5 separate regions of the Mus musculus genome follow, and regions 1, 2, 4 and 5 are each linked to region 3. Evidence: chromatin contacts called from public HiChIP or PLAC-seq and promoter capture Hi-C data. All regions are on one chromosome and are shown on one strand. The core of a region is the stretch at or near the end of the contact, and the rest is flanking DNA. Distances in the headings are between cores, read along the strand shown.

The links. Promoter capture Hi-C pulls out the DNA fragments that hold promoters and counts their contacts. HiChIP or PLAC-seq counts read pairs in DNA pulled down with a chosen protein or histone mark.
Region 1: a promoter capture Hi-C map of liver shows a contact between it and region 3, with 2.1 times the contacts expected there. The contact joins the promoter of Cdca4 here to the promoter of Atp5mpl in region 3. A contact is called at or near these places in 2 of 39 promoter capture datasets (both in liver).
Region 2: a contact with region 3 is called in a promoter capture Hi-C map of pre-B cells, with 4 times the contacts expected there. The contact joins the promoter of Traf3 here to the promoter of Atp5mpl in region 3. A contact is called at or near these places in 1 of 39 promoter capture datasets (pre-B cells) and 1 of 115 datasets of contacts at active chromatin or transcription factors (pancreatic cancer cells).
Region 4: a contact with region 3 is called in an H3K4me3 HiChIP or PLAC-seq map of stem cell-derived neural progenitor cells, with 3 times the contacts expected there. The contact joins the enhancer-like site here to the promoter of Atp5mpl in region 3. A contact is called at or near these places in 8 of 39 promoter capture datasets (the C10 cell line, the HPC-7 cell line, cranial neural crest and 4 more), 2 of 484 Hi-C or Micro-C datasets (cortical neurons and embryonic stem cells) and 3 of 115 datasets of contacts at active chromatin or transcription factors (embryonic stem cells, large pre-B cells and stem cell-derived neural progenitor cells).
Region 5: a promoter capture Hi-C map of pre-B cells shows a contact between it and region 3, with 4 times the contacts expected there. The contact joins the promoter of Adssl1 here to the promoter of Atp5mpl in region 3. A contact is called at or near these places in 12 of 39 promoter capture datasets (the 3T3-L1 cell line, the C10 cell line, the SN4741 cell line and 6 more), 1 of 484 Hi-C or Micro-C datasets (embryonic fibroblasts), 2 of 115 datasets of contacts at active chromatin or transcription factors (embryonic stem cells and pancreatic cancer cells) and 3 of 9 other capture datasets (adipose tissue, embryonic stem cells and macrophages).

Annotation. Positions count from the first base shown.
Region 1 is chr12:112,828,128-112,832,562 of GRCm38.p6, reverse strand. It overlaps Cdca4 (cell division cycle associated 4), which reads left to right and starts at 3,042. Exons shown (of 2, transcript NM_001359234.1): 1 at 3,042-3,257. Gm52009 (apical junction component 1 homolog) reads right to left here and starts at 3,862. Exons shown (of 2, transcript XM_030247054.1): 1 at 3,853-3,862; 2 at 2,287-3,555. The coding sequence starts at 3,862. The coding sequence ends at 2,771.
Region 2 is chr12:111,164,120-111,169,084 of GRCm38.p6, reverse strand. Traf3 (TNF receptor-associated factor 3) reads right to left here and starts at 2,715. Exons shown (of 12, transcript NM_011632.3): 1 at 2,483-2,715. All of the region lies in intron 2 of 4930595D18Rik (RIKEN cDNA 4930595D18 gene), which reads left to right.
Region 3 is chr12:111,964,182-111,968,865 of GRCm38.p6, reverse strand. Atp5mpl (ATP synthase membrane subunit 6.8PL) reads left to right here and starts at 1,857. Exons shown (of 4, transcript NM_027360.3): 1 at 1,857-1,942.
Region 4 is chr12:112,549,672-112,554,125 of GRCm38.p6, reverse strand. No RefSeq gene overlaps it. Among named protein-coding and RNA genes, the nearest start is that of Gm40584, 16 kb to the right of the region's middle. Within about 2 kb of position 2,180, at least 77 of the 459 cell types and tissues checked have an H3K27ac peak or open chromatin away from gene starts, as enhancers often do. A contact at or near this core is called in stem cell-derived neural progenitor cells, where this site is marked.
Region 5 is chr12:112,618,518-112,623,206 of GRCm38.p6, reverse strand. Adssl1 (adenylosuccinate synthetase like 1) reads right to left here and starts at 3,160. Exons shown (of 13, transcript NM_007421.2): 1 at 2,897-3,160. The coding sequence starts at 3,088.

The DNA.
Region 1 (4,435 bases), core at 1,793-4,292, 860 kb before region 3:
GGCCACACCTCCTAATAGTGCCACTCCCTGTGGGCCAAGCATTCAAACACATGAGTCTATGGGAATCAACCCTATTCAAACCACCACACCGCCAATAGTACAGCTGTTAAGATGTTCATGTAGGACTCTTTGAACAGCACACACACACCTTTGGGTGTGCACTCCCTCCCTAGGACCCCTGAAACCTTTCTGCAGCGAGCATACATTAAGATGGGCAGAGCTCCTCAGGCTTCGGTATGGACATTTGCAAGCACCTGAGATCCTGCTCTTCCTCTGTAGTCTGCATCCCCGTGAGAGGAAAGCCAAATCTCTCACAGAGCCTAGAAATCCTTCTGAGAGCTGGCTGTGGCGAGCTCTTGAAGCAGCAGGGCCTTTCCAGCCATGCTCTCTGTGAGGCCCTACCAAATGCAGACTCCTCTCTTGCCCTGATGTCATTTAGGTGTCAGGTCAACTAAGGTTTCTGTGACGGCTACTCCTGGTTGTCACCTTGATTACATCTGGAATGAACTACAATCCAGAAACGGAGGACACACCTGTGATCCAGATCTTGAGGCTGAAGACACAGACTTCTGACCTGGATCTTGACATGGCATGCATCTTAGTTAGGGATTTACTGCTGTGAACAGACACTATGACCAAGGCAACTCTTATAAGGACATTTAATTGGGGCTGGCTTACAAGTTCAGAGGTTCAATCCATTATCATTAAGGTGGGAGCATGGCAGCATCCAGGCAGGCATGGCGCAGGAGGAGCTGAGAGTTCTGAAGGCCGCTAGTGGAAAACTGACTTCCAGGCAGCTCAGATGAGGGTCTTATAGCCCAAACCCACAGTGACACACCCACTCCAACAGGGCCACATCTTCTGATAGTGCCACTCCCTGGGCCAAGCATATACAAACCATCACAGCATGACACTCTCTTTGGATTCAGATCTGGAGGCATAGTGGTCACAAGTAGCTTAGGCCCATGCAAGGTAGTACACACTTTTAATCCCAGGAGATGAAGGCAAGCACATCTCTGAGTTCAAGGACAGTCCGGGACAGAGCAAATTCCAAATCCAGGCATGGTGGTACACACCTCTGGGCCACGTCGGCTGGAGGACGATGTAAGGAAGTTGGAAGGAGGAAGGCTCACTCTCCCTCACCTGCTTGCACTTACTTGCCAGCACATCTGTTAGAATCTGCATATTCAGGATTCCAGCTTACACAGAAAACCAGATGAAACAACTACCCTCATGGACTTCCCATTCACAGATGCCCATTGTTGGGTTAGCTGGACTGCAAACAGTAAGTCATTACAATAAATTCCCTCAATGTAGAGAGGCAACCCATAAGTTCTGTGATTCTAGAGAACCTGACTAGTACAGTTTCCTTTGGATTCTTAGCCTTACTAATAAAATAATTTAAAACTGTTTCAGAAAGAAGGTCATAAACAATTTTATTAAACTTAGAGGGGAAAAAAAAAAGACAGGATAAACAAGCTGAAAAACCTGTGGCCTCCAAGAGGAGATGAGAAAACTGTCTTTTAAGTCGGGCAAGGAGGTAAAAAAAAAAAAAAAAAAAAAAAAAACCAGAAAGCACAGAACCTCAGGAAAACTGTGTCTCAGGGAAACTGTGCCTTAGGCTTTTAGCCAGTACCCAAAAAGGAGATGAAAGAAATGAAAATGGAGCTGAGGGGGTTCAGCAGGAGTTTAGCACCAAGCCTCGAACCTAAGATCCCTAGGACCCACATGTAAAAATAGCGTAGTCAGGAACCCCACTACACCCAAGGCTGCACCTGGCAACCAGAACCCAGTGACATCGCTCACTCAAGATAGTCAGACACAGTCCTAGTACCCCATATCTACTGGACAGTATGTAAGCAGAGACCAAGAACAATGCTCTGTCCTGCACATCTGGAGAGAAGCCACCCTGATTTGCCCTGCAGCTGGAGAGTCTCCCTAGGATCCTGAACCTTCCAGGATCAGAGACTTATGTTAGAGCCTGGACCTGACCTTCAGCTAAGATACCTAGACAGGTGAGCAGTGTTGGGGAGACAGGCTTAGGACCACATAGGAATTGAGAGTGTGAATGACCCTCAGCATAATGAAACATAACTTTTGTTACACTACTTGTTATACTAACTACACGTTAGCTTACTCAAGACACTCAGGGATTAAGAATACTTGCTGTTCTGACAAAGGACCTGATAAGGTTGTTAGCACCCACACTGAAGCCCACAATCACTTGTAGGCTCGAACATGAAATACAGTCATACATGCAGACAAAACAATGACACACACAGATAAGTAAATCCAAAAATAATAGTAATTCAAAAGAAAAACCATGCTAGTATCCAGGTCAAAGTTTGATGGCATGCCTTTCCATCAAATAAAGGGCAAGTATGCCCAGGAATGGGAATGCATTAGTGAGCTTAGGTGAACCACGAAGCCACAAAGACACGATGTGATGTGTATGCCGTATACTTTCTCTTATGGCACCGGTTTTTCTCTCGAACGCTCATTCATTAGAAGTCCCGGTCGGAAGGAGTTTCCAGTCTTTTCCAGCAAACGAGCTTGCTCCCTGTGCTAATGTGGCATCCCCACTGAACATTCTGCATCCACTCACCTTCCCACCTCACTCCATCCCCCAACCAACGCCGTCCGGACTTGGTGTCCTCGTTAAGATCTTGTGCACTACCAGGACCTTATATTTTAATTTTTCTCAGTTGGAACTCGAACCAGGACCTGTTCAGGGATGCCACCACCGAGCCTCGTTCAACCCTTCTATGTCTCAGAGAAGGTGTAGACATCGGCCATGCCCAGGGCTGGCATTAACCGCCCCGCTGTGAGTCAGGAGGGCCAGGATAACGAAGGAGACTCGGGCACCGGCGCGAGGGGGCGCGGCAAGCACCCTGGGGGCGGGGCCAGGCGCAAGGAGACCTGGGAACTGGGGCGGTGGCCAGGCGCGCGGAACCCTGGGAGCGGAGCGCGCGGAACCCTGGGAACGGGTCGAGCCGTCGACAAACAAGGGATCGGGGGCGGGGCGGGGCGCGGGGAGACTTGGGAACGGGGGCGGGGCGGCCCAGCGCGCGAGCCTAACGGCTGAGGCCGAAGCGCGGGAGACGCGGCCGGCGAGGCTCCGCCTTGCGTGGGTTTGAACAAAGCTCCACCCCGCACGCCACCAATCGGCGCTCGTGCGGCGGCGCCATGGCGACCCTTTGTGGGCGCTGACCGATCCGGGTGCCCGAAGGAGTGGCGGGGTCTGCCTTGCGGCGCCGGTAAGTGTGTAGCTGGTTTGCGCCTTCGAGCTTCTGCGGCATGGGCGGCGTCGGCGCAGAGCACCCCCGGGGCGGTCGGGCGGCCTCAGGGTCCTCGGGCTTCCTGCGCCGGCCGCCCTTCGGCGCTCACGACGCCGCGGCGTGTTGAGTGACACATACCGAGAGCCGGAGCGGCGGGTCTGAGCTGGCCGTCCCGCCCTCCGCCCACGCTCCCCTGCTTCCGCTCTCTCTTCCTCCCGTGGCCTTGCCTTTCTCCGCGGTCCCCTCTTCTTTGGTTCACCCCGCGTCGGTCTTCCACCTCACCTTTCGAGCTGGCCGCCGCTTGCTGTGCGCAGTTTCGGGGGACTGGACCTTCCCTGGCTTTTAGCAGCGCCGAGCCCCAACCGTCTGTCTGCTGGCCAGGGACCGATTCCCGATTCCGGGAGGGCTGGGTGGGCTCCGTGCAGCCGCCCGCCTGGTGAGTGTTGGCCTTGCGCTCTTTTCTTTGTTTCTTGGATTTTCATTCCCTTGAGAAGTGTCTTGTGTTGCCTGCCCTTCCCCTACTGCAGTAGACCCCACTTCCTTCCAAACTCATCATTTATGGCCTAGTAGGTACTGCCTGGCATCGGTGGAACTTGGCCGGAACCCGGGCTCTGTCTTTGCTAGCCTGTCCTGAGGCCAATTGTAACTAGAAAAAGCCTCCAGAAACCTTTTCTAAAGTTTTTCTCCCCTAGGTAGGGTCACCAGGGAAGGGACTTCTTCCAGCACTTGAAACAGACGTACAGCACCCGCGTATTTCCTCCTGGTGGCCTTTGTATCTGACATACGAGATGGCAGAGCTGAGCTGGACACTGATCTAAACGATTCTGGGAAACGTTTTCTGCAAGCATAGTCGTTTGTCTCATCAACCTAATGCATTCAGAAATCTCCCCATTTTAGAGGTGCTAGTCTTAAAAGGAAGGCAGGCAGGCAGGCATAAGAAAGCCCCACATCCTTCCAAGGGTCACTGATACAAAGTCTGAAGCAGACGTAGTGGGACAATAAACTCCATCAAAGGACCATCAAGTTCACTGGCCCCAGGATTTTTCCAACTAGTCCCTCGCCCCAGTTGCTCTTTGAGGAAGTATTTTAACACAGTTGTGATTTTCGTTTTGTTTTTGAGACAGGGTTTCCTGCAGGCCAGGTTGGCCTCAGACTCA
Region 2 (4,965 bases), core at 1,466-3,965, 800 kb after region 3:
GCAGTCTCACTCTCAAGGCCTCGGCTGCCTCTCGCTGGTCACCTTCCAAATCCTTCAGCCTCACCTTCCTCACTTCAGCTCTCTTCTCAGCCCCCCTCTCTGTCTGAAATGTAATATATACATATATATATATATAATATATATATATACATATATATATAATATATATACACATATATATACATTATATATATACACACATATATATACATATATATATATATATATATATATATATATATATATATACACACACAAATATCAACCAAAAACAACTAGTTTTTCTTCTGAAAATACTTGCAAAGATGCAGATAGGGGTTCTGATTCCACAAAATCAGACTATGGCCTTGGGTTATGAGACTTCTCTGCTAACAATTCTGAAATTGACTATTGAGAAGAAATTAAGCTATTGCATAATATTTGATAGGTTAGCTCATTTGCTGTCTGGAGAGTCTTACTATACAAGATGAAAAAACAAAGATGGGCAAATTTAATGCAATTTCCTTTGTGTGTTTGAGCTAGCTCAGGCTTGCAACACCACAGTGACAGTTTCATCTCTCCTGAGGTAGTTTCAGCATAATAAAGAAGGATTTTAAGGGAATGATAAATCATGCTCAGCCTTGGGCTCATTAGCATATGTATCCTGACAATACCCCAGAAAGTCCTTCCTCATTCACACTGATTCTAAGGGATCCTAGCAAAAGTGTTTAGAGAGAAATCTCAGACACAGGGAGAGCAAGCATCCGTTCCTAGATCCCAGGTAAATGAAGGACTTTCTTCAAAGCACCAGCAAGAGCAGCAGAAACAGACTGCTGCTACTGCCTGTTTCCAACGGAATGTCTCTGCAGCCTCCTCACTGAGGCCATCTTATTAATTCCAAAAAGAATGGATAGCATCCAAAAAAAAAAAAATTGGTTTTCTTTTCCCTCACAGAAAAATTCACATGAATGTCTTGTTTAAAAAATGCTGGAATTCTCCCTGGCCAGATTTTTGATTCCCCGACTTCTGCATTGTGACAGCTGGAACAGATGGTGTCTGGGTGAGACACCTTACATCTTAAACCTTGTCCCTGATAAGGTCTGATTTCAAACAGTGAGGCTGGACCCCAAGGTCTGCCAGGATGTATCACCAGACCCTACACACAGGGTTTTCTGACTCCTGTGATAAATTTCCCAGTTTTCAATTTGCTCTGGCCAAAGAATTTTCACCTTCAGACTAGTTCTTAATATATAAGATGTCACAATATGGCGAAAAGGGAAACATTTCCTCTCCTTTAAGTAAAGGATGGCTGTACACTATTTTGCTAAACACCCTACAATGATGCAGTATTTTCAACAGGCCATTTTCCAAGATCTGAAAAACACCAGAAGGTTTTAAGAGCTGACTGAGGGTTCCCCTGAACAATTTCTACATATAAGCATTTTACACACAATACAAAACAGCATTTCTAAAGATTTCACTTGTGTATCTAGTCACAGAAATGCTACCAAAAAAAAAAAAATTATGGCTCCTCTTCAGTTGTATGCTGTGAATGTAAATTAAGATGACAATACAACACTCGATAAACCCTTTAAGACTCCACAAAAAAAGAGCATACTTACAAATGTGTGTACGTAACACACACACACACCCTTCTATTTCATTCTCAAAACTGAGTCAAAGCTCAGTACAAAAGCCGTGAAAATAAAATCAGTTCCTTCAACCGATCATTAATCTGAATGCTTCTTCGATTTCAGAGCACGTCCACAACACTTCACCCATTTGCATGTTGTTGCCGTTTTAAATTAAAGGTAAAGAATTGTCCACGCAGAATTCTCTCTAAAGGTCTAATCCTGATACCCGGGTCCCCAACCGGTGGTGATGACAGTGTAGAAACGTGGCGAAACGTACATGAGCCATAGCCTGGCGCCTCCAAAACCTGCAAGCCCCGCGGCAAGGATCGTTTTAATGGCTCGCCCGTGGGGAGCCCACTCTGACCTTTGGTGTTAATCGAAGGTGGAAGGTGTGCATTCGGCCCCAGCTGGATCCCAGAACCGCCTGCCTTCCAGCCTCTCTGCAGCTCTCCGACTATGAATCAGTCATTCATCTGCAGAGCAATGACTCAGTATAAACTTTTAAATAATGGCTCAAAAACCCACCTCCACCAGCCAGGGCGAGCACGCTCATCTATGCGGGCACCCTGTCTCCGCCGCTCCGCACCGCGCCAAAGCCCCGGGCCTCGGAGATGCTGACGGCTCGGCACCCCTCGGGGCGGGCACCCAGGGCTCGAGGCCTGCCTGCCCCGTCTGCCCGGAGCGCCGGCGCCTCGGGCCCGGAGCTGGCCGCACACACAAAGTTTCCAAAGTTGGGGCGGCGGGCGGGCCGCACCGCAGACGGTGAGGCGGCCGGGCCTGGCAGCGAAGGACCCGCCGGGCCCGGGGCCGCCGCCGGGATGGAGCCGCCCGCCGCCCCGCCGCCCGCCGCCCCCGGCCCGCGACCTTACCCCGAGGCCCGCCCGTTCGGCCGGCTCAGGGGCGCCGCGCGCATCCTCCGCCGCCTTCTGCAGCGTCCAGCTCCCCGGGCAGCCCCATGTCGGGGGGCGGGGAAGGGCCGGCGGCCGCCGCCGCCGCCGCCGGCTGGAAAGTCCCTGCTGGGCTGCAACCCGGCTCGCGCACGCGGCGGCCGCCGGCCGCGCCGCCTCACGCACCCTCGCGCTGGCACTTCCTCTCGCGCGCTGGAAATCCCCGCGGGCCGCCTGGGCGCGCGCCCCAGCGCGCCCGCCCCCGCCGCCCGCGCGCGCCTCCCCGCCCCCCCCCTCATCCCCTTCGGCTGGCGCGCGCCCGCGCCCGTTGCTAGGGACCCTCGGCCCCGCGCTCGCCGCCGGCCTTAGCAACGGCGGCGCGCGCCCCAGGCCCTCAGGGCCCTGGCCCCTCCGCGCGCGCGCGCGCGCCCTCGCGCCCCGCCCGCGTCCCGGTCTTTCCGGGTCAAAAAGCCAGTCGAGCGGAGGGGAAGCAAGGAAGGTTCCTCGCCTTGCCACCTCGACGGGCGGCCCAACAGTCTCGCCTACTCGGGCACTCAGGTCCTTGCACCTGTAGAAGACACTCACTCGCGGGCGCCCATTGACACGCGTGCAGAGTTCGTTCCTAGTGTCTCCTGTCCAAGAACACACATCTTCACCGACAGAGTTCACAGGCAGGCGGGCAGGTCTCACAGTCCACATTAGCACACAGCCATGCCACCCTCACACATGCCCCTCGTATGCTCACAGGCGGGTCTGGTACCATCTGACCCAGCTCTAGGGGTTTAGCAGAGTCCTCCTCGGCTCCCTACATACCCACCCGAAGTGGATCTGCCCTGTGTGGACAGGGTGGCCAATTTGTCCTGGGTACTTCTCTAAGCCAGGGACACCCATTTCTCCAGCAGCTTCATCTTGCTGTCTCATGGTCACAGGGCCCCACCAGATGTCCCTACTGCCATGGCAAGATGGGAGCAAATGGGGGTCTATCCTTACAAAGTTCAGACACTTGAGCAAAGAGGCCATGATTGTTTCCAAGTCATCTGGAAGCTCACACATCCCTTCTCAATAAAGTTTGTCGGATCCTAGGCTGGAACGGAGACCAGTGTGACCAGGCTGCGCAGGAAGTCCAGCATCTTCTGTCCAGCTTACCTCATGGAATGTTCTAGAAGCCTGGATAGTCTGACAGGACATCTCTGAATGCAGTAGCCCAACAGGTGCCTGTTCGAGAGCCCACATAGGCCTTGCTAGCCAGGCTCAGCTAGGCCAGTGGCGCCCTCATCTGGGCCACAGGCCACAGTTCTGAGTTCAGAGTCAGGTCAGATCCAGGGTTCCCCAAGGCAACAGTGCTAGAACGACAGTCCCATCTATGAGGACCCTGGAGCTCACTATTAGCCCCTTTCCCCTCGTGGGTGTCTTTAATGGCCCGGAATGCTCAGAGTGCCCCTGCCTTCTTTAACCGTGTTCTCAGACCTCTACTGTTCGACCCCAGCCCTGTCCAGGGCACCTTTCTCACACGCCTTTCACGGCACAAGGAAAACTGCCCAAATCCAGAAAGGCTTCCTTCTCTAGGCTGCACTATTTGGACTCTTTTCAAATAAGCCACCAGGCAGAAGGTACAAAGACCTGTGCGTGGGGCTTCCTATGGCTGCGTGGCTCCTTTTATTCTCTGCCAAAGCACTAGTAAGCCTTCTTCAGAATGAGTGGGTAGAGTCCAGCCGCGTGGAGCTCTCTACGGGTGAGACCAGCTGCTGCTCCCCCACCCCGAGCCCTTCTTCTCCCATTTAGCAGCTCCAGACCCCCTGTTTTGGGGAAACACAGAGGGCAGCATAAAGAAGTTTGCCCCATCAGAGCCAGGGCTTTGGGGGCGGGTTTCTGGCCACCGCAGCGCCAGTTGCTGGGCAGAAGTGATGAGCAGTACGGAGAACCAATCAGAGGGCTCTGCTCTGGGCATTTCAAAAGCAAAGCTGGCTGTTCCCTATGGCAACGCTGAACAACACGCCGACACTGTTTCTGGACAAAGAAATTTCTCTCAGGAATTTATGTGGCCTCTCATGCTCAGTTTGCTGCATTTTAGGATGCATGCAGGTCTCGTGATGACTCACCGAAATGCAACTGTCCAGAAAGCCGCTCCCATCTGTTGTGCTAAGAGGAAAAGTATTCGTCGCATGGTGTCGGGGGCTTCAGGCCTGTGAACAGGTGTCATCAGGCCCCTCCCAGTGCCTCAAATGACAGCTCCAGGAGCAGAAGCCACCTGCCCCTGCAGGGCAGATGTGTGCTGAAGTGAGCTGACATTTCGCTCACTAAAACATTAAATACTAGCAAAGGAGAGACACACAGCAAAATTATAGTTTCAGTAAGACTTCTCAGCAAGTAGCTTTCAAACCTGTTGAATATGTGATACACACCCACATATTCATCAATACTTAATCCCAAACATGTAATGTGCTCTGATTATTCTGGTCTACTTG
Region 3 (4,684 bases), core at 608-3,107:
GCATAAAATAATAGTGATTTTAAACTAAAGCAATAAAGTGGTGTTATCAAGACAGTTCAGTGGGTAAAGATGCCTGACAGCTTCGCTCCCCGGACCTCCACATGGGCCCCATGGCACTGGGGATTGTTCCCCACTCTCATCCACGTAATAATATTTGTTAAGGGAAAAAAAAGTAAAGAGAAAAGGAGGGAGGAGGAAAGCGCTAGCTGCTCTGGGCCGAGGGGACTGGGCTCCTTCTGTGTGTGCGACACCTTTGTCTTCCCTTGCTTGTCTGGGTTCCTGACTAGCTCTTCTGTGTTCTGCTTGGGTAATGGCTATACATGCCTAATTTGTTTTAACCCAATAGGTGGCTTTCTTTTGTTCAGTTTCTGTTCAGATGTCAGTCATTTCTTAAACAGAAGTCTGAGGCTGAAGAGATGCCTTAGTGACTCAGGGCATTTGTTGCTCTTCCAAAGGACCCAGGTTCAAATCCCAGCACCAGTGTGATAGAACACAAACATCCATAATGCTGGTTACAGGGTATCCAATGCCTTCTAACTTCTGAGAGCGAACAGGCACATACTTGGTACACAGACATAGATGTGAGCAAAACACTCATACACATAAAAAAAAAAACTTAAAAAAAAACTAAAAAAAAAAGCAATAACAATTTTTGTTCATTTGTTTTGGTTTTGTTTTCTAAAAACCAAACCAGGGTTTCAGGATGCTCTTAAAACCCTAATCATCTTCCTCTACTGTCCAAGTGCTAGGATTATATCACGACACACCCAGCTAGCATGCTTATTTAAAACATAAAACCTTAGGTCCAGTCCCTAGCGTTCCTGCAGAAGTCTCTGCAACGCTTTACAACAATTTTAATGATAATTACTATGCACAGCATGGCTGCTTAATCAAATATTAGAGCAAAAATTTTTGTAGCAATACAGGGGGAAATGGCAAGAAATGCCAAAAGCCTGGCATAGTGGTGCAGGCCTTTAATCCAAGAAGACAGGAGGCAGAGGCAGGCAAATCCCTGAGTGTGAGGCCAGCCTGGGCTACATAACAAGTTACAGAAAGACCTATCTCAAAAAAAAAAAAAATTCAAGTAAAGAGGGTTTCCCCTTGTCACTGTTGCTTTATTTCCTTTGCTCTTATTGTTTGTTGGAGGGGAGAGGGGAGGAGGAGGGAGTGTGAGAGTCTCACTAAGTAGCCCAGGCTATCAAACTCAATAGACCCACAGCCCCACGCTCCACCCTCCACCCTGTGCCTCTGCCCCTTAAACGCTGGGATGAAAGACCCGAGCCACTATGTCTGGCCTTTGGTCTGATTGGTTGTTTTTGTTTTTGTTTTTTCTTTTTTTTTAGACAGGTTCTCACTGTGTAGCTCTGGCTGTCCTGGAACTCACTAAAAAAAATAGACTAGGCTTGAACTCTCAGCGATCTTCCTGCCTCTGCCTCCTGAGTGCTGGGACTAAAGGTATGCACCAACACACGCGAATTTTGGTTTAGGTTTTCAGGCTGGCCTGAAAGTCACATTTATCCTGCTGCTTCTGCCTCCTGAGGGCTAGGATTAAAGCCATAAACCATGTAAAAGGGGCTTTATTTACTTATTTACTTAAGGACAATTTGTCCGGATTATCTACTGTCCTGGTTTCAGCACTGAAAGTCCTCTGTTCCTGGAAACCCACAAACCCTGGGAAATCTGGTCAGTTTTATGACACCTAGAAACACAGTAGGCTTCTCCCAGCTCCTCCTGGTTTGGACTAATCCCTTCCGAAGCTTGTAACACCCGGGCGACCACTGGGGGCGCTGTGGTGCGCAGGCGCGGAAGGCCGGGCAGCCGGCGTCTGGTGTCTCCGCTCCTTCCGCTTTCCCAGCAGGCCCTGCGCGGCGCCTGCGTGCTCTGTGACCTTTCCCATTCTGTAGCAGAATTTGGTGTTGCCTGTGGTCTTGGTCCCGCGGAGGTAAGAGCGGAACCTGGGCTTTTTGCTGTGTTCCCAACCCGGGGGACTAAGGAGGGTCCGGGACCGGGTGCGGTGGGGCCCAGGTAGATCGCGGGCGAAGGACTCTGCGATACACGCTGACCTTGGGTCAGCCCCTGCGCCGCCTACTACAGGGAGGGTCCACCGGGTTCCCCGCGACTGTGACGGAGAGAGTGCCCGGCTGAGTCATCCAGACTGCGGGGGTGTCCGGGGTCAGTCCTCCAGATCCCCAAGAGTCCCCCAAGAGTGTCCGGGACTCCATCACGCCGAGGGCAGGGATGTGCACGGCGTTCAGTCCTCCACACTGCGAAGGTGTTTCTGGAGTTAGTCTTCCTGATTGTATGAGGGGAGGGGTGGTTGTCAGTCCCTTGGACAGATAAGACTTTGCTCAGACATCAATTTCTATGCGAAAGAGGGATTACTCCTCAAGACTTGGAGGGCCAGGGGCCCTAGTATCATCCTCACAGAAGTTGTCCAGGAGCTAGATTCTAGTGGAGGTCCACTCAGCATGGACTGTGTCCTTGTGCTGACACTTGGATGAACCTGTGTAACTATAGGCTCTGGCAAAGGGGCATGCCACCATCAACTGTGAGCATCTTGTTACCTACTCAAGTTACTCAGGGAGGGATGCAGCTAAAAATCCGTGCCAAGAAACATCACTTCAAAGCCAGTGCCTTCTTTCCATTATTCCACAGGTTTCTTCCAAGTTAGGTTTTGGCAAGGCCGATGTTTGAAAATGTATGAAACCACATTATAAACCTCAGACATGTTCCCCTCTTTACAGTGTGCTGCCAGGTAATAGCTTGCTGTTACTGTCACTTTCACAAACTCTGCAGGCATAGGCAGTCTCAGTAGACAGCCATTTGACCTTCGAGTAGGATGATCTTTTATTGAATCTGGTATTGTAAAACTAACAACTGGGAAATATGGTTAGCCAGAGAAACTTAGGTGGGAAGAGTAGAGGCCACACTGAGTACAGGGAACATGTCACTTGTGTAGTCAAATACAACCAAACTGACCAAAATGGAAGTCCAGGAGCAAGAGACAAAGGGGTGGGGGTGGGGTGTAAATGTACTGGATAGCAGGCCTTCACTGTGTCGGGACTCATGGCAGTTTAGAATAAGGACACAGTGCCAGGATGCCTCGATGCTGAGGAGAACACCAAGACCACTGAAGTCCCTCCACATCCTCTGTTTACCTTTTCCTTCCAGACCCTCCTGTGACACCACATTCTTTTTCAGGGTGTGGGAGGTCAAGACAAGTTTTCTCTGTGCCCTGACCATCCTGGAACTCCGTTTGTAGATAAACCAGGCTGGCCTTGAATTGAGAAAGATCCCCCTGCCTCTACCTTCCAAATGCTAGGATTAAAGTCAATCGCTGATATCATACCAGTCTTGATACAGCTCAACACTTCTGCACAGCCTATGAGATGAAACCTCTTTAAGTACTTTCTTAGAATCCCAGTGGCCTGGGACTTGCTGCTTTCTATTGGGTTTTTGTAGCAATTCCTTGCTATTGATTTGATCATTTCCTGAGTGCTCACTGTGCACCACGTGCCATTCTGGATCCATTCATTGTTGTTTGGGGACGGGGTGGGGGATATCTTTGTTTTTGTCTTTTGAGACAGGTTCTTGCTGTGTAGCCCTGGCTATCTATGTAGCCCTGGCTATCATGTAGACCAGGCTGGCTTTGAACTTACAGAGTGCTGGTTGGCTGGGATTAAAGGCTTGTGCTGCCACCTCCCAGCTAGGGTCCTTTATTTTTTAAGAGTCTGTCGAGCAAGTAGGAGGTCCATGATTGATGAAGAGATCTGACAAAGGAGGTTTAGAGAATTCCTAAAGTCAAGAACAGAGCTGGATCCCAAGGGTTCTAACCCATTGGTCCCCTACAGTACTCTCTCAGTCCTTGCCTGTGCCACAAAGATTCCACTCCACCTACTCAGTGACTTGGGTTCCTTCACGCTTTCCAGAGGCTGCCTTCTAATGCTCTGAAGCAGAACAATCCAACTAGAACATTCAGGTGCACATAATAGGGAGGAATTAAGGACAGATGACCATCTATGGTAAGATGATAGCACCACTCTACAGGCTAACTCTCACTGGACGAGCTAACCTTCAGACCTTTCTTCCACTTAGGTTCATTCCCATAGGAAAGAGCAGGAAGCACGGCCATAGAGGCAGATTGGTTCCTGAAGTAATCAGCAATGTGGGCCAGATTTGGTGTGATCTAGTCTTGTTTGGATCATTGATGCTTTGGGACGCAGTATAGAAATATGCCAAACAGTATGAATATGCACCCTATATTCTCTGATGCCCAGGAGGTCAAAAGACTCGCTGGAACTGGAGTTATATTACAAATGGTGGCAAACCACCTTGTGGATTCTGGGACATGGACTTGTTGAGCCATCTCCACCCCCAGAAGACATATCCCTAAATTCAAGATTAAATGGTGTGCACGCCTTCCCTGTTTCCCTAGTTCAACAGTAGCATTCTGTATAACAAGCACTCCCGACACGATACCAGGGCTGTGTGCACTAATGCAAGAATCCTAGACCCGTGTGAAGTGCAGCTCTCTTACTATCCCTGTTACACAGTCAGGTCATGTAAACTAGTGGGTGAAACCAGGGCAGCTGCCTTCTCCCCCGCCTTCAAGTTCACTATCCGTGCTTCCACTGAAGACGCTTCTCTGGGTAGCCTGGCTCTCCCTCCCCTCTTCCTTCGTGCC
Region 4 (4,454 bases), core at 931-3,430, 580 kb before region 3:
CATTTTTTTTTTCTCAAAAAGGATGCATGAATGGCCCAAGCCCATGAAGAGAGAGATGTTCACCATACTGGGAGAGAAAAAAAATCAAAGTCATGACGAGATATGGATACCACACATCCCACAGGAAGGCTGGACTGAAGCAGATGTTAAAGAGGATGGGAGACCCTGAGTCCCTCCACCCCCCTCTGCTAGTGACTGGGGCTCAGCCAGCCAGGGCTCCTCCACATGCTAAGCATAAAGTTACTGTGGGACCCAAGGCCACAGACCATTAGGAAAGAGTGAAGCCTAACTGGCTTGTCAGAGGTGCTAAGTCCTGCTTTCTCTGCCCCTCACACGGGGCCTGCTGCTCCTGAGCAGGACTATTCTGGCCTCTCCCAGGGCTCTTGAACGTCATACATAATAAGGGCCAGAGTTGAGAGAAGCTGGGCCCACCCCACCAGCCTACCATAGCCTACCATAGCCCTTCCCAGAGTCCTGTGGTCTTCATCTGTACTGACAGATACCACTGTCTCGGAGCTGCCCAGTGTAAGTACGAAGGCTGGCTGGAGCTGAGGTCCTGGAGGCTCAGAACTGTCTCTTGGGTGAACTGGGGCCCTGCAAGTACTCTTTATACCCAAGTATAGGGTCCTTTCTCCTGAGCTATGCCTGGTCACCCAAATCAGGTCGGGACATCCCTGGTCCTGACTCATATTAGTCTCTTCAATCCCCGATGGTACTCAGAGACCCTCTACCCCTCAAGTCACAAAGCCCCTGGTTCCCATGTCCATATTGGGACTTCACAGTGAGTACCTCTGAGGAAAACACCCACTGAGGTCACTTCCTTGCTGGTTTCTACCTAGGCCAGGGAGGAAGGAGCAGAGAGCTTAACGAGCAGCCAGAAGCTTAACCAGTGGCTGGAGGGAGGTCTGGTTAGTTCCAGCCAAGTTCTCAGGGCAAGATTGACCATTCTCTGAGTGGGGCCCTCCTTCCCACAGCTGGAGCTGACACAGCCGAGAGCTGCAAGCTGGGCTGAGGACTCAGCCTGGTCAGACGGTAGCCATCAAGGAGTGACCTTATCGATGCTACAACAAATGGAACCCAGAGCCTCCTGGATGATGTCCTGAACTTGGGGAACAGGAAGGAGTGTCCTGTATTTGGAGCACCAGATCTATGCAGGCACCTTGAGGATTCCTAGCCACTCAGACAGCTCACTTTTCTGAGTCAGCCACCAACAGTCCCGCCCAGCAGATGGGCAGATTGAAGCCCGGGGAGGTGACCTGGGCCCTGCCTGAAGCTCCAGTCTCTCTGAACGTCAGGGAAAGGAGCCTGTTCTGCTCAAGGCCCCCAGTACCAGCATCTACTGTCTACTGAGCTCACAACACCTGCAAGGCCCAGCCTCACCCACAGCAGCTGGGCACACAGCTCCTACATGGCCTTGCTCCTACCGGGTTTGCTTTGGGTGTGACCAGTGTTAGGGGAGGGCTGTGGACCCTGAAGCTCCCTCACTTTTTTTTTTCTTCTTGTTGCTAGGGATGGAACCTGTTGCTTTGTGGATTCTTGGTAACTACGTTGTTATTGAGCTACCCCTGGCTTTCTCACTTCCCTTTCAGACAGTGGTCATCATTTGGAGCAGGGACACAGGCTCATCGTGTTCAGGAGGAGGAGCCTGGGTTCAGCGCCCCCTCATCCTGGGTCCTTTTTACAGACTTGGGTTCCAGCCTGACTAAGGAAAATATCACCAGGGCAGAATTTCCTGGTATCCTGACGCCACCCGGTACCCAGATCCAGCGGTTTTGCTACAGCGTAGAGCAGATGAGACTAACCAGGAGGAGAATTCTGGTGTAGGCACTCCAGCAGATTGGGTTGGGTAGACAAGAAAGAGGGGTGCCCTCGCTGCCCTTGTGCTTTTGGTGGCACAGCGCTCTCTGGTGGCGATATGTGGTATCACTCTCCTTTGTTGGCGACCACTAGGTGGCGGTTTTCAAGGCCTAAGGCTGACTTGAGCTGTCTAGATTTTCCTCTTCTATCTTCCCCTCTGACTCTTGCACCGGGATTCCCACCTGCAGTGTAACCTCTGACAGTGCACCGGGGGCTGGGGGGTGAGGAGCGGGGAGGGATAAAACAAAGCCCTCTGCAGACAGAAGCAGAGGCTTCAGTGGCCCACAGCCTTGCCTGTCAGCTGACCACTTCCATTCTTTCTGATAATGGAGCTCTGTGTGTTTGGGAATCGCTGTGACAAAGCTCCCTTTGTCTCCGTGGACTTGTTTGTAAGAACAAAGTTGCTTAGTGTTCACACCATTTAAACACAAAAGTGGGCTCATAATTGGGACAGAGTCTCTCCCAACCATAGCACACGCACGCACACATCTCAAGCATAAAGTTTATCAAATTAGTACAAAATTCTGCGGCAAAAGCTGAGTAGAGATGCAAAGCGAAGCGGGACCCCAGTTTGCTGCTGTGCTGCCCACGTGCTCCCCTTTCGTGACAAGAACTCAAGAGAAACAGTTTAACCGGACTTGATCTCAACGTCAGAGGTTTCAACTCGGGGTCTCCAGCCCTACTGTTTTTATGCCTCTCTGTGGAGAGGCAGAACACAAAGCAGGAAGGGTGCCGTGGGAGAAAGCCACTCCCATCATGGCACCCAGGAAGCAGAGAGACAGGAAGGAGCCAGGGTCAGGAGAGACCTTAAGGGCAAGCCTTCATGGCAACCCCTTTCTTCTGACCATGCCCCACCCTTCCACAATCCAACTCTTCCCAACAGACAAGTAACAATTTGAGTCCCTCGATGGATCAAGCCACAGATTTCCCCTAACATCTGGTTCTCTCTGCAAACACCCTCACAGGCAGACCAGGGGTGTGTTTTACTAATACAGATGTCTTTTTTATCGGAAGTTTTAATCCCAGCACTCTGGAGGAAGAGGCAGGGAGATTTTTGTGTGAGTTTGAGGGTCTATGTAGTGAAGTTTCAGTTCACCTAGGGTAACAGGAAGAGATCCTGTCTGAAAATCTGGGGGAAGGGAATGAGCAGGGGGAAGGAGAGGGAGGGAGGGGGAGAGAAGACAGAATGGAATGGAACCATCTGTGGTTTGCTTACTGGGATAGGCATGGAGGGGTGGGTGGCAGATGTCCTCTGCAACTTGACTTGAAAGGTATTGCAAAGCAAGATGGCTCTGGGGCGGGTTGCTTGTGGGCAGGGCAGATGGGGCAGATCCAGGTCACTGGTGTTTATAAGAGAAGGTGGGTAGGCATATCCACTGTGCAAGTCTTTCAACTTCGCTGTGTTTGAAATTTTTCCTGATAAAATGATGTGGGAAAAGTCACAAGAAGGTGAATACTACAGAGGTCTCAGAGGCTGGTCCTATTGTCTGGCCCAGGCCAACCTGTCCCCGGCTTTTACAAGTGTGAGATCCCCTGGAGGGCAGGAGAAGGCCTGAGTGCTTGGCCTATGAAGCTGGAGGTTGATTCTTAGGATTTGAAGCCCATTCCTGTTGGTTTAGAATTCAGACTCGGACTGTCTTGCCTGCCTTTGGAACCCTTTCCCCTCGCTAGGCTGCCTTGTCTGGCCTCAGTGGGAGAGGGTGTGCTTAGTCCTGGAGAGATTTGATGTGCCAGGGTGGGTTGCAGGGAGAGGGGCCCCCATCCTCTGAGGAGAAGGGGAGGTGGGAGAAGTGGGATGGGAGGGTGGGACTGGGAGGAGAGGAGGGAGGGGTTGTGGAAATCAAAAGAAAAAAAAAAAGAAGAATTTAGAAGCAAAACTATTCCTTATGAATACCCAGAAAATGCAGGGACAACCAAGGAGATGGAGACAGAAAGAGACAGGCCCTGGGTTTACGTACCACTAAAATTAGTTTGGGTCATGTAGCCTTCCCCAGCCTGAAGCAGGCTGATGCAGACCTTGTCGCCACTGAGGTGGGGCCATGTGTGGTGCAGCTTTCGGACTTGGTTGGCTCTTTTTGAAGTGACAACTGCCCTGCTCTTCTGCTACCTGCCGAGAGGGGCTGAACCTGTCTTCCTGAGACATTCCTGAATAAGCAACAGCCTGGCGACCAAGTGCTGACAGCATGGCTACAAAGCACCAAGGATGGACTGGCAGGGGTGTAGAGTGTGTGGGGGTGTGTGGGGGTAGTGGGTGTGCATGGGCCTTCCCCCTTTTAAGCACAGTCTCTTAGTAAACTCGCAGGCCTTCCTTGATCAGAGAAAAATTTGTCTTGGCCTCATCATTCTTTTCTCGCTGTCTAGTTTCTCTTTCAGCCGCAGCCTGCCTTCCAGGAATTCATGTAGGCCACAGGCCGGCCTCCTACTACAGGGTCATATTTCCTTTCTTTTCTCTGCCTCTTTAATGATCATGTCCTTTCATGTTGTTGTTTGGACACAGGCACACAAGTTCACTGTGGTGCTGTGGGCCGAACCCAGGGCTTCAGACCTGCTAGGTAAGCACTCTATGGCCGGGCTATTCCTATTCCTGCTGTCCAATG
Region 5 (4,689 bases), core at 1,911-4,410, 650 kb before region 3:
GGAGGGTCCCAGCATGGAACCTCAGCTCTAAGTGTGCCACTTGCCACTCTACTAGAGAAGCCTTGTGGTCACAGCCCTGGCTATTTACTACTGCCTGGGGGCCAGCTCTTCCACAAGGCTCAGCTCGACAGCAGCCCCAGAGAAAGATTACTGTGGGCATAGAAGGGAGAGCCTAGAGTAGCAATGGAATGCATGAGAAGATAGTGGCCAGCATGCCCTTCAGGTAACAGGTACGTCAGACCCATCTGAAGGAACATCTGGACACAGCTGGACAGTCAGGCGGCCGAGGAGGAAACATGGAGGACTCAGAAAGTGGAAGCCTCGGCAGAGGTGCCTGGGGCTCCAAGGGAGAGGAAGAGAGACCCTGAGCAGGAGGTCAGGAAGACTTGCCTGGAGGTGAGTGAGGAGTGGATTTAGTAGAGGAACCAGAGAGGAAGACAATGCAGCCCCCAGCAGCCTCAGAGATGCAGGGTAGAGGAAGACTGACTGTGTGTCAGGAGGGGTGGGGCATGGACCGAATCAGAGCAGGGACACCGGGAGAAAGAAGAATGCAGGCTGGACTCCAGGCCAGAGATGCTGGCTGGGGGTGCTCCTAGGGACTCAGCATTACATTCTGACCCATACACCCTCTATTAATCAAGGTAGCAAAGCAAGAAATGAGGGTACCTGGCAGGGCTGGGCAGAGTCAGAGCCCAGGGTAGTGGAGACCAGCAACAAGTGTCTGTGGACATGGAAAAGTGTGGAAGCCAGATCTGGAGGATGGCTCCATTGGCTCAAAGGGTTAGGTGGTAGGACAGCTCACCCTCCAGAAGCCCAAGGAACGGGTAGCCTAGCTGGCTATACAGCATTTTTAGGTAGCGAACTTACTGGGGGAGAGGGGGGACACTTGATTTGCATTCTTGTGTTTGCCAGCCCTTTGGCACGGCTTTGGGCTTGGCCTCTGGAGCCTTCATTTGGTTCGTGCACCCATTCAAAGCCAGAGGCAACTTACCTAGCCCCCCACCCTGCCAGCCTCTGATCACACAGGGCTGGCCATAGGCACATAAGATCAGGGAAGATATGGGAGGCCACAGGCAAGCAAAGAGGTCCCCGCCAAGGGGAAGGACAAGTGCAGGAAACCAGAGTAGTCACCAAGTGCTTGCAATGACTCAGGGGCTGGGCACTCAGGGAAAGGACTGGAGTTGATTTCCAGAGGGCTTGATGGAAGGCTGACTCTTCTGCCTTGTCCATGAAGTGGGGGGAAAGAGGACAGGTCTCTTGGCTTATGATAAAGGCTTCAAGGGACTCAAAGGAACAGTTAGTTTGGTTCTTCAACTTTTCTGAGCCTCAGTTTCCCAACCTGTAGAGGAGCTCTGTGGGAGGCTCCTGACTTGCTAGTTCACGAGAGACTGGAAGAGAAACATGTCTCTATTCTCATATTCCTCAGGGGAACACCTGTTTGGGTCTGCTGGGGAGGTCAGGTGGTGGGAGAGATAGCCCCTCTGAGTGGGTGACTGTGACCCTGTGCTGATCCTTGAATGTCCTGTCAAGAAATGGGGATCTGGATCTGTCATGGTGACTTGGGCATAGAGCAGGGATAGCTCATCTTCACCCAGAACTGTGTCCGCAGAAGGAGACGGAGCCTGGGACCATCGAGGCTCACCCCTGACAGTGCTGACCAAACCCAGCAAGTTGTGTGGAAAGACTGTAGGCGCCACAGGAGCAAACGGCTCTGAGGAAGGGTGGGGGCTTTGGTGCTGGGTCGCTGGAGAGCAGGACTCCAGACCGCTGGGAGTAAATCCCAGTTACATACACATAGCTGGACAATGCATGCAAGGTGTAGGGCTTAGGAGGCCCAAGGTCTGTCCTTAGGACCTAGAGACTTCAAGGGAGAGGGGTGAACAGGGTGAGAGAGCAGGGTAGCTCCTCATTCTTAAGAGAGTTTCCAGAAATCCTCATCCCCAGCTGGGCAAATGTGGCCCAGGGAACCAAGCTATGCCTCCGGAGGCCTCCTAGGAGTCCTCGGGAACTCAGCAAGAAAGCCACAGAACCAGGGAGACAGAACTCCAGCAGGTGTTCCCACCTTCATTTGGGTCAGCAGCCATAAGTGTGGCTCCAAACCCAGTATCACAGAGTATCTTCCCTCAAACCGAGCCCTCTGTGCTGAGGATGGCACCGCAGAGGCAGTGTGGCTGTTAGCTGCAGCTCAACACCACAGAGACTTAAGGAGAGCAGGCAGCTAGCCCTAGGAGAGTACCCACCCGCTGTCCAGAGTCAGTCAGAACAAATGTGGGTGCTCAGAGCACTTTGCAGCTGGCCAAGGGCACAAAGACTGTCTCTGGCCTTCTCTGAGCACTACCAGCCACCGGGTCACACCCTGCCCGGGAAATCTGTGACTCCTCCTTTCTCCATGTCAGCCAGACCCCTTTGAACTCTGCTTTAGGCTCCTGACCCTGCGTTCCTCTAGGTTAGAAACCTATCTTCATCCTGTCTCTGCCTGGCTGACTCGCCGAGGACACCCCCCTTCTCAGAAAGCAGCTCTCACCCTTTGCTGCATCTTAGGGTACCTCGACCCACCCCGTTGGGGCTTTCCCCACTGGAGGGCCCACCATCACCGCCCTGGAACGCCCTACCCCTGAGGATCCCATGTCCTCAACTCAGCGACTTATATTTTTAGCTCGGGCTCCTGCCATTGCCCTGGGGAGGAGGTGGGTGGGTGGTGGGAGGCCAAGAGCTTTGTGTGAGAGGGTGTGTGTGGGAAGGAGGACTTAGGCAGTGGGGAAGGTACTCCTGGGAGGGAGGAATCCAAAAGGCTGTGACCCACTCAGGGCACAGGAGGAAGGGGTTCGTCCGGATCCCGGGGAAGGGGAGAGGCTCGCTGGGCAGGTTAGGGAGGGACTCGGCGCCTGGCCCGCACCTGGCAGCGACTGACGATGTCGGCGTCCGTGGCCAGCAGGTCCACCACCTTGCCTTTGCCCTCGTCCCCCCACTGCGCGCCCAGCACCACGGTCACGCGGGAGCCTGTCGCCGCCGCCTCCTGCTGCAGCCGCCCCCTCTTGACTCCGCCTGTGCCGGGGGGCCGGTCGTTGGAGGCTCGGGTCCCGGACATGCTGGCTTAGCTCCTCTGCTGCTCTGGGCCAAGCGAGAGCCCGCCGCCGCCAGAGCTCTCGCTCCATTAAATGCGGACGCCTAGAGAGGGGGGCGGGCCGGGGGCGGGTCCTGCGCACGCGGTGACGCACCTCGGTGACCTGCGGCCACAGCTCCCTGTCCCTGCCGCTGTCGCTGCAGATGGCGCGCACTTAGGGTGCTAGACGCCCCGACACGACTTGGGCAAGCAGATGACTCAGAACACCCTAGGACGTGAGAGGTGCCAGTGCTGCACGACCCGGACTCTACCCCTGCCCACTGGCCTGCTAGGACTAGGGTTTGGGGTTGCACAAACAGCGGAGGAGGCTGCTTTTTCCGGGGCAAGAGAGCGGTTAACAAAAGCAGAACCACAGATGTTTCTTTGCCGTTAATCTGGAGGATCTGCCTGCGGGATCACCTGTTTTCCCGTCTTGAACCTCGAGTCCAGGACCAGGAACGGTTCTCCTGAGAGCCGCCCAGAAAGTCACCTTAACTAAGACGATCTCTCTCCACCAGGCCACATAGTCACCCCTGCTGGCCCAGGATATGCAGCTCTTGGGTGGCTGTAGCTAGCTACTAGCCCAGCGCCAAGTGTAAGATGAAGTACCCACATCCGCTCGGGGTCAGAGCAACTTGAGGGACACAGGAGCAGAGGAGGATTCAACTTTCCAAGAGACCTCGGGGTCGATGGTTTCTGCCACTCAGTCCAGACTGGAAACAGGGACAAGGGAAAGTCCTGAGGCTGGGAGGCCTGTGTGGCATGCTCCCCCCAGCCCCCCACTGGTGCGTGTCCTTCCAGGGTGTGCTAACTGACCCCTGGGACAGGTTCACAGAGCAGTCAGGCTCCTAGTTGTCCTGGGGGCAGTTCGCAGGACTGTCACAAGACCAGTGAGACTAGACACACCCTCTGGGGGACTGACACCCCCCCTCCCCCAGCTTGGGGAAGAGAGGCTATTCCCAGTCAGCCTCAGCCACACTGCTGCTACCCTCCCTGGCTGTGCAGGTCATGGTGGTCTGTGTCTTCTGTTTCACATAGGGACATAGACACTCTCTTCAGTTGCTATGGCTGAAGCAGTCAGGGCCTCGGATCTGGACACTACTTCTTAGAAGAGCCTTACAGTCTTTGTGTGCAGATTACAATATCCTTCTCTACCTCACTCAGTGCCACAGTGGGGAGGGGGCAAGCGAGTAGACGTGGCATCTAGAGTTAGTGGTTCAGGCCAAGATCTCCTGAGCAGTGGCTGGGACAGGCAGAAATCCCTGATAAGGTCTTTCAGGAAGGTGTGCTCAGAAGGCAAAGCAGGCAGAGAAGGCTGATGCAGGAACGGAGACAAGGGGTAAACAGGAGAATATGGGGGGGGTTGTCACAGGAGGAAGGGTAGGGGGCACAGCAGCTTCTGAGGACTGAGGGAGGAGAGAGGCTGGCAGAATGTTACACAGGTCAATGAACTTTTTCTCCAGGTGAGAAAGATTATGCTTTAAGAATGCCAGTGTTGAATGTCACTTTGGTCAGGTCACTTTAATGCTTGCCCTTGTCCCCTTGGGAGGTGTTGCTGCAAGCCTGAAAGGAATCCTGGCTCCCTT